Linked DNA regions of Ovis aries: region 2 is linked to region 1. Evidence: chromatin contacts called from public Hi-C data. All regions are on one chromosome and are shown on one strand. The core of a region is the stretch at or near the end of the contact, and the rest is flanking DNA. Distances in the headings are between cores, read along the strand shown.

Region 1 (4,668 bases), core at 1,474-3,973:
GTGCACAGAGGAACAAATAAGTTTCATTTCGGGTTTTCTGGTTGAGCAAAAGAAAAGGAATTAAAACGAACGCGTAGGATGAGCCCAGACTAAATCAATACACTTTGTAATCAGCCCGGCAAGGGTATTTGGACACAATGACTTGGAAATAATTAATAGTTAAAGGGGGGGGGGGCGCGGGAGAAGGGTGAGAAGGGGAGCGAGGGATGTCATCATATTTTATCAGAGCACTTTATACTCCACGCTAAACTTTGATCTCTAGATTTTCGGATTTTGGAAAGAAAAGGGGGAAAAAGGAGAAAGTCCAATATTTCGAAGCACCTACCGGCTTGAGGACAGGCGCATTCCTGGCTCCGGCGCCAGATCGCTGCGCTCGCGCCGCCCATGCTGAGGCTTTGGGCACAGAAAACCCCCGGGCGCAACCCAAAGCTCTAAGGTGTCCCTAGACCCTGCGCACCCGCCCGCGGCCGTAGCCGCCTCGACTTACCCGCGGAGACCGGGGAGGGAGTGGGAGCGCCGCCTTCACGCCCGCGGAGGAGGCGCCGGCAGCACCATGGTCCCCGGCGCCGCTGCCGCTGCCCCTGGCCCGCTTGCTCGCCACACGCTCTCTTCCTCTTGCAAACTTTCGGGTTCTGCGGTTGACAAGAAACCGGGGTGACCGTCAGCAAGTCTTCTCGGTGCAGGTTGGGGGAAATGGAGTGGGGCGGGAAAGATGAGTGAGCTGGGGGGCCAAGGCTGAGAGGGCGTCGGGCCCAAAGGACCCACAAGCGCGCGTGGAGGGAAGAGAGAATGTGGCTCAGGGATTCCCTGCAAGGATCCCGAGACAGGGAATCGGACGGAGCCAAAGTCTCAGCACCTTACCCGGGATCTTACAAAGTTGCAACAACAAAAAAGGAGGGGGGAGGAAAGGGGGAGGGGTGGGATCGGGATAAGATCGCAGTCGCAAGGTTTGGAGTTACAACTGTTTATTTAGTCCTTATTCTAACAGGGGGCGGGAGCTGCGCGGCAATGGGGGGCGATTGCGGGGGGGGGGGGTGTTGCAGGCAGAGATTTCTTAGCAAACACTTGTGGGGGGGGGGGGGGCATGAGACTTTGTTTCTGGGCGCGAAGCTCCCTTGCGCCCGCGTGTGTCACCGCCAGTCTCCAGGGACCAAGGTGGAGCTCACAACAGGTGGGGAGGGGGACTAGCCTAGGGCCAAAAAGGAGAAGGAATCAAAGTTTCCGAGCGCAGCAGCGTCTGGGAAGGAGGGGGGGCAGAAGGCGGGGGCGAGGGGAGGCGGAGGCAGTGAATGACCGCGACCCTGCAGCAACTGGCAAACCCCTCGGCTCCCGGCGCCGCCACCTCGGTCCCCACCCGAGGCGCACGGCCGCCCGGCTCGCGGGCTGGCTCAGCTGAATCCTCTCTGCGGGGCACGAATGGAGCGCCGGGAGCTCGGGAAGAAGGCGGCGCGCAGACGAGGAACAGAGAGCCATCGGCTGCCGGGACAGCGCCAAAGGGACGCGGCGACTCGCGCACGTCTCAGGACATATCGAGGCTTGGGAAATCCCCTCCACCCCCGTTCTTAAGAGGGGAGTACACCCAGAAAGTGCATGTGATGGCGTGGAGAGGAATCCGCGCGCGGCGACGACCCGCAGCGCGCCCTGCTCCCACTCTCACTCGCGGAGCTGGCCACGGCAGTCGCGGATCCCTGGCAGGGAGGCTGAGTTCGCTGGGCCGAGCGCGTGAGGGGTACGTGTCTAGCTGAGGGTGTGCGGGTATGTGTTTTGAGTTTTCTGGGCTCTGGGGTGCGACAGAGGAGTGTCCCCGCCATCGAGGTCGGGACGCGGCGTGCGTAGCACTAGAGACGTCCCCAGCCGCGGGGCCTAGGGCGCGGACATCCCCAGTCATTCTGCTGAGGCCCACGGAGCAGCCCCTGGGCACAGAGGGGACAAACACTAGCAGTTGAGCGAAGGGAAAAAGTTTGCTCTAAGTGCAAACTTTGGGCTCGAGAAGCACCCAGCAGCGCGCCCCCCTCCCGCCGTGGACCTGACCCCGGGCCCTGCGCCCTCCCGGCAGCTACTCGGAAGGCACCCCAACAACGGACACTGAAAGTTACACCAGGCCGCCTGGGCTTATCGATTTCTCTCCCCACGGCGAGTGCAGAACAACGCGTGAAGGGGCCAAGGGGAAGGCGAGATTGCCTCCTCGCCGCTGCCTTCGCCGCCCCACCCCCCATTTGACTTATGGAAATGCACCCAAGAGAGCAGTGCCCCTGGAAACCCCTCCACCCCCAGGCGACTCGCAGCCCCCACCCACCCCAGAGCCTGGCCCTGACCCTGGGAAGAGAGAGGCTGCCTCTGGGGAGGGCTGGGGGAGATGCACGTGGAGCCGTGGAGCCGGGAGATGGAAAGTAGATATTTTTCTTTTCTTTCTTTCTTTCTTTTTTTTTTTTTTTTGGTTGTTGTTTTTGTTGTTTAAAGTGGTCGGAAACAAGGCAGGAGGCGGCTTGGGAAAAAGTGGAGCAGAAATGGAAAAATACAAACTCACCCGCTGCAAATGGTCTCTCGGTGCAAACTAAGGTGTTTTCGGGCCTTTCCCCGAGCGCGCCCACTCCCGCCCGCGCGCGCACCCCCGCAAACACACTCACTTGGTCACACACGCGCGCGCGCGCGCACATATACACACACACACACACACAGACACACACATACACACGCACTCCCGGGCGAGGGCCGGGCCGCGCGAGTACAGCATGAAACCGCCACACAATAAATAACAATAGATTCCTCCGCTCCGGACTAGCTTCCCGGAGCCCAGCTAGCGCCAGTGGTGGCGGCGGCCGCAGAGGCGCGGACGGCGTCGGGCCGGGGCTTTCCCCAGCCTGCTCCCACCCCTGACATCCAGCCTGGGCCCCTTCTCCACCTCACGCGCCCACAAACCACCCCCGGGCCTGAGCCTGCTCACCCTCCTTCCCCAAGCCACTTAGGTGCTGGTGCCCGCCCCCACCCCCGGAACAAATAAATAAATAAGGCGCGCGCGAGGCCAACACGTCGCGGAGGGAGATGTTGTTATTTTTTGCTGTTGTGCGTCCCTGACGTCACATCCACCTGCTGGGTAAACAACAAGGCTTGCAGCAAAAAAAAAAAAAAAAAAATCGCAGTTGCCAAAGCAGGGCTGGGGGAGGTGGGAATTGGGGGCAAGGGGAACAGAGAGGTAGGAGTGAGGGGCGTCCAGGCTGGATGGGAGAGAGGGAGGCAGAGCCTGCAGACCCGAGAGAGAGGAGGGCCACGCCAGAGCAGTCCCTGGCAAAAGAGGAATCAGGCAAGAAAGACCTGGAAAACAAGGGGCATGGGGGAGGGGGATTCCTCAGAAGAGGGGAAAGGGGGGCCCATTCAGACCCTGGGGAAAAAAGCGAGAGGGAGAGTGTTAGCAACTAGGGACGAAGATCGTAAGGCGACGGCTATTTGCTTGGTTTCTGAGCTAAAAATACAGAAGGAAGAGGAGAGGATAGACAGGGATGTGAGTTTCCTCCAGTTAAAAGTGAAAGTGTTTTGCCATCAGTGACAGTTGAAGGAGGGGGAGGGGGTGGTGTTTTCAACCCCCTTTCTCCTTCTCTCCCGTCCTCCCTCGGTCTCTCCTCTTTCTTTCTGTACTTTGTCCAATGAAAGAAGGCGAGTTCGGAAGGTGAAAGTTCAGCAGGAGGACAAACCCCTGTTTGCAAGAAAGAGAAACCAGCCAGCGAGGGGTTTTTCCCCCTGTATTTCTGAAGCAGGAGAGTGTAATGTGGGACGCTTCCCCGTCCTTCCTTCTCAGAGTCACTGCAGGAATGTGTAGTTAGATCCACTTCAGGGGAAAGTGGCTGCGTTGGGAGCTCTGTTCTTGCCACGGTTTCTCTTAGGAAAACGCCCAGGGGGCTAGAATGTCAATCAGTTGTTTAACACAAATTACCTTCTCTCCCAGAGATCAGTCACATGTAAAAAGCTTTGTCCAATTCTTTGAAAAGGTGAGACTTTTTTTCTTTTTGTTGCTTTGAAGTTTGGTGGAATTTAGAAATTTGAAGGAGTAAATTAGGAGCCTGGATTAAATATTTTGAAATATACATGTACAAAACAAAAGACACAAGCATTTCTTTCACTATCATCAATACAAATAGAGAAGGAAGATGACTTTCTGTTTCCACACTGTGACTTGGAAAGATACATGGCTCTATGGTTTGTTATTGTTTTTAACAGAAATAATTTTTTCAGACTCTTAACCTCAGATGCCGCTAACATACCAGCATTTCCAGCTACCGGCTGGGTGGTATAGCAGGGTAACTCTTTATGAGAATATATTGGCAGCCAGTCCTGTGGATTCCTACAAAGTACTTGGGAGGTGAGGAGACAATGGGGGAAGGGGGGAAGACCTGGTGGGGAGGGTAAGTATTATCTCTCTGGTCTTTAGCCTGGCTGGGGCAGTTGTAGATAACCAATATTCTGAAAAAGAGTTATTATCAATTTTTTGGATACTGTCTGTATACAAATATTTTAAAACATTCATTTACTGAAGAATTCTAAATCTCAATTTCAACAATAGCATAAGACTACCATTTTAAAATTGTATCTGTTTTGCAAGTAAAAAAAAAAAATCATTCACTCATGCTACAGAATAAAGCCAGAGACAGGGAGACCATGCTAAGGTAATTACAA
Region 2 (4,668 bases), core at 728-3,227, 40 kb before region 1:
GTCCTTAATCATTTTAGGCCAGCAAGGCATATGAACCACATAACAAAAAGCTCGCAAATATTTTACCATGAAAGGCACACATATTATGAAGCCTGAGATTGTGCTGTTTCCTGCAGCCATTGCGGGAATGCTGGGTTTGAGTCCTGGATATGTCTCAGGCCAGATATGTAACTCTGGGAATGTCCTTTATCTTAGTAAACTACCCTGTCTCATCTACAAGGCCACTGTCCAGCCTATCATTCTACCAATTCATGCTTCTTCTAAGCTTTTAATCATTAGGTAATCAACTTTAACTGCATGCATATTTACATGTTTATCAAACCCACTGGGCAATTACAGTTCTCAGCCCAGGGTAAGTGGGAAGAAGTTTATTTGGGCACATTTAAAAGTACCCTTGATCAGAAAACCATTTCTTAAGAAAAGAAAATAAGATGGGCTCAGGGGTTGGGTGGGTGGGTGGGGAGATTTGCTCTGATAAAGTGCATCATAAGCCCTTCCTCCCCTGGCTGGTCCATATTCTAAATCATTTCCTTGCTTTCACATAGTAAATTTTCTGCTAGATGTCTAGATATGCTGGAGATCAGGTTACAGTGTGAAGGACGAAAGATAAAAACAATCTGCATACTTCCATCTGGCTCTTCAGAACAAAGTCTAGAGACTTGAAATGTGAGGAGAGAAGCATGCTTCTCTAGCTGCACAGCAGATACGGCAAAATGTCACGGAAACAAATCTTTCAAGAGAATCAGAGATGCTGGAATGTGTAATTAACCAAAATTTACTGAGAGCATTTTAAAAAAAAATAAGACCTGGTACAAAACACAATGTTGCCCCTATTACAACTGGATGAAAGTTGAGAACAGACAAACGTATTAGAAAACCCATCCTTACATCCTTATTGTCGTCAAATTACTCTTAAAAAAAAAAAAAACTACCAAACTTCTCTATATTTATTAACACAGTCTTGCCTAGTTTTTAGGACTCAAAAGTCAACATTCAAGGCTTGACTCGTGTCAAACTATTCCTAAGCCACATGGCACAGGGCCACGCAAGACGGATTTTCAATATGAAACAAACCAGAAGGTCCAATACAAACACGGGCTTTCCAATATATAAAATTTAAGAAAAGCCAGGGTCTGTGCAGAAAACATTAAACTGGTTTATATATCAAAATCATGAGGTTTTAGCAGAAATGTAGCTTTAAAATAATTTACAAAATGGCTCAACGATGAACATTTTCCTCCACGAAAAAACAACACCCTTAATGTTTTTCATATGGCACATAAATTTTACAATACCTGCAGGAATATTTTCATAGGTTACACCAACACCATAGGTCTTTTTAGCTCTTAAGCATATTACGATTCTTGCCTTTTTATAGCATTTTTGTTGTTGTTTGCACCCAATGTAATAAGCTTTTGAGAACAAGACACAAACCACAATAAAAAGGGGGGGGGGAAAAAAGGACTGCCCTTTGTAGCTGCAACTTTCATGAGGGGGTGGGGATGGGGGAAGAGAGGGCTTCAAACCCAGTTTTTATAGCTGCTATCTTGATGCAATTAGTGTAAAATAATTGTCTGCACAGGCCAAAGAAGAGGCTAAGTTGAGGCACTTGAATGCCTTCCCGAAAATGATTTCCCTGCCTCTCCCTTCAGCCTGCTGCAACAGATGTTGGCTGTTAAGCCGCGCAGACGACACAGTTCATGACTCTTCTAAGACGGCTGTGTGCCACATCTGCAGTTGATGAAATGGAGAGCAGAAGTGTGGCAGACACACAGAGGAGAGTGTGAGCGAGGCAGGCAGGCGCAGGCTGGGCCCGAGGAACTGTCTTGAAGACTGGCCTAAAAATAGACACGCGCTCACACTCCTCCACCCTCCGCATCCAACCTCATAAAACCGGCCCGCCTGTCCTATTATGGAGTCAGCCTATGGCAGACACTTCCTGCGTCCAAGTCGGGCGGTGGATACCGCGAGAGCGGCGAGGCGGGAGTGGAGGGAGGCAGGCTGCGCAGCATCCTCAAACTGCAGCTTCGCTCTCCGAGCCTCGGTAGGACTGGGATGTGGTCCAAGTTCAGCTGGGCCCCCAGAGAAAGGCAATGCTTGTGTTTAGCCCGCACAATACTGACATAACATTAACAGATTTACATATGCAAAACTGTGAAGCAACAGGCATTCCCCCTCAATTGACCCACAGCTTGTAGTGTCTGCCGAGTTATTCCCCGCTTCGGCTCTGTAACCAAGTGGGCGGCATGCGAATACCATCTGGGTACCACTTATTGAAAACTGGCAGTCGTTCTGTAATAGGCAAGCTGGCAATAAGAGGGAAGGGAATAAATTGCATCATTTAGTTAACATCCACTTGCTCTGCGGCTGTTAAAAACCCATGACTGAATAATAATTTGGTTATTTCTTTTGCCAGAAACTGCCGTCAGCCAAATCGTACTACGCATGCTTGCAGAAGTCGACTTGCAAAATTTCCACTTGAAAAGGGATTGAGGAAGATCAGGGCGAAATGGGCACCTAGCTCTGGTTGGGAACAGCAGTGACTCCGGGTGCATGGTATCTCTATGTCTTTCAAGTGTCCTCGTCACCCTAACCATGGTCAACACCAAGCCCTGGTCAGCCACCAGCCACGCTGAGCCACAGAACCAGGCTGCGATGTGCAACAGTGCCCCTAAGAGGCGCAGACTCGAGGGCGTGTGTGACAACTGACAGCTACATGGCGCAGATGTGGCTGGGCAAGTCTTGTCTGGACAGACATCCCCTAGCCTCTGCCTCGAAACAAAGTGGGAGGGCAGGCTCACAGGAAACCTGAGTGCTACCTGCCCAGGTCCCCTAACTCTATGCCTGGAGCAGGCAGGCGGCAGGCTTCTTTCTGGTTTACTCAACTCCTTCCAATCTGACTAACAAAGAAAATGCCAGAACCCCCTTAGACAGCAACATAAAGGTAGATGCCATCTTCAGGAAAAGTCCATGTGTCTGAAATGGTTCTCTTTAGAATGTATTTGTAAAGATGTGAAATCTTATTTACTACATACTGTGTGTGCATGTGTGTGCATATATATTCACACATACATATACACACACACACATACACATATTACTTTTTAAAAGTCTGTTAGACAAATCAGGACTGAAATATGCCAAAAAGACTAATGCTATGGCATTTTCTTAAACTTTACTTTAAACTTCGTATCTTTTAATTATTGGTATCTTTCCTAATGGCTACGGCATTGGTCACTTACACATAGTTAAGCCTTAATTTTCCTCAGAGACTTCAAAAAGGAAAAGACACAGAAAACTAAAAGAAATAAAAAATACATCTATAGCTTTTAAAAATTTCTATAGCACTGGTCACTTACACATATTTCAGCCTTGATTTTCCTCAAAGACACAGAAAATGAAAGGAAGGAAAATGGGAAAATTGGGTCCAAAAAGAGAATAAAGCAGGAAAGAAAAGATAAGGAAGTGAAGTAGTACAAGTGAACAGTTTGTCCAATCAAATAAAAAAAGAAAAAGGAAAGCCTTTGCCCTGACGTTAATGGCAAAAACACATGTTTACAGAATCCAAACCCGAAGCTCTCCTTACTCCTGCATTTGAAAGGAAAATGCTAAACAATCTTTCAAAGCCCCAAACAAATTAAAGACCACTTGATTTTATAAGTGGGGTGGTCCTTGTGAAAATAACACAGTCCGCTGTTTGTACATTAAAACAGGCAGAATGTGATCACCAAGGCAGGGGAGAGAAAAAGAAGCAGGACTAAATTGTTACGTATTTTATAAACCACAACATTTGTAAGTCACCACATGTTTAAGTGAAACTTGAGTCATAGTTATTTTCAAGGGAATGACGATAGACAAGAAAGGTAATAGTTTTTCCCTCCCAGATTCAGCTTACTGTTGTAACCTTACTTGCTCTAAACACCTTACAAAGCAAAGACGAAGTCACTTGTATATCTAAAGATATCAAAGATGTTAGGATTACAAAGCCATAGGCTGAATTTGCTCCTTGAAAGGATGAGAAAGAAAATGATTATCTCCAAGTCACTGAGCTTATAATCAGTTTGCTAAAAAGAAGCAAAATAGTCATTTTATTCACACACATGCACAGGTGCACACAGGAATACAGACATCTCCTTGCCCCAATCCAAATCAGCAAGCAGTCATGGAGATATCACTGACCGGAAAGCTTTGGTTTTCACCAAAGCTCTGCCGCTTTCTAGCTGTGTGACCTTGGGCAGGTCCCCATCTCTCTGGACCTAATTTTCTTAGAAAGTACTGATGTGTAACAAGGACAGGGTTAGAATTCCCTAAATCTAGGCCAAATAATGGTTTTCCTAACAGCTCTTCATTGCATATTCATCATTACAAAATGTGAATCCTTCCTATGAAAATAAATGAATCCAAGTTCTACAGGATTTCAAAATTACTCTCATTTTACTTTGCAAATTACACTTAGGGTAAATATTGCTGGGGTTTTTGTTTGTTTTTAAAAATACACATGTTGAAGGACTGAACTGCCTTAAACAAATATTTATCTTCCAAAACATTATATATTCCTCAGCGTTTGTTTAAAATACAAAATGTTTCCAGTAACAGCAAGATTTCTATTTAATATGCAATTTCTTAATAAATTAAATATAATACAAAGTTAACTTACCCAGCACATCA

What was found. Hi-C and Micro-C count contacts between places; a contact is called where the count stands out from the background.
Region 2: a contact with region 1 is called in a Hi-C map of hypothalamus, with 2.9 times the contacts expected there. The contact joins the enhancer-like site here to the promoter of FOXP1 in region 1. A contact is called at or near these places in 3 of 16 Hi-C or Micro-C datasets (hypothalamus, liver and tail adipose tissue).

The regions. Positions count from the first base shown.
Region 1 is chr19:30,121,338-30,126,005 of ARS-UI_Ramb_v3.0, reverse strand. It overlaps FOXP1 (forkhead box P1), which reads right to left and starts at 2,723. Exons shown (of 21, transcript XM_060402218.1): 1 at 2,528-2,723; 2 at 488-632. LOC121817230 (a long non-coding RNA gene) reads left to right here and starts at 1,283. Exons shown (of 2, transcript XR_006057040.2): 1 at 1,283-1,729; 2 at 2,461-4,668.
Region 2 is chr19:30,160,435-30,165,102 of ARS-UI_Ramb_v3.0, reverse strand. The region is part of intron 2 of FOXP1 (forkhead box P1); the gene reads right to left. Among named protein-coding and RNA genes, the nearest start is that of FOXP1, 39 kb to the right of the region's middle. Within about 2 kb of position 1,977, at least 22 of the 54 cell types and tissues checked have an H3K27ac peak or open chromatin away from gene starts, as enhancers often do. A contact at or near this core is called in hypothalamus and tail adipose tissue, where this site is marked.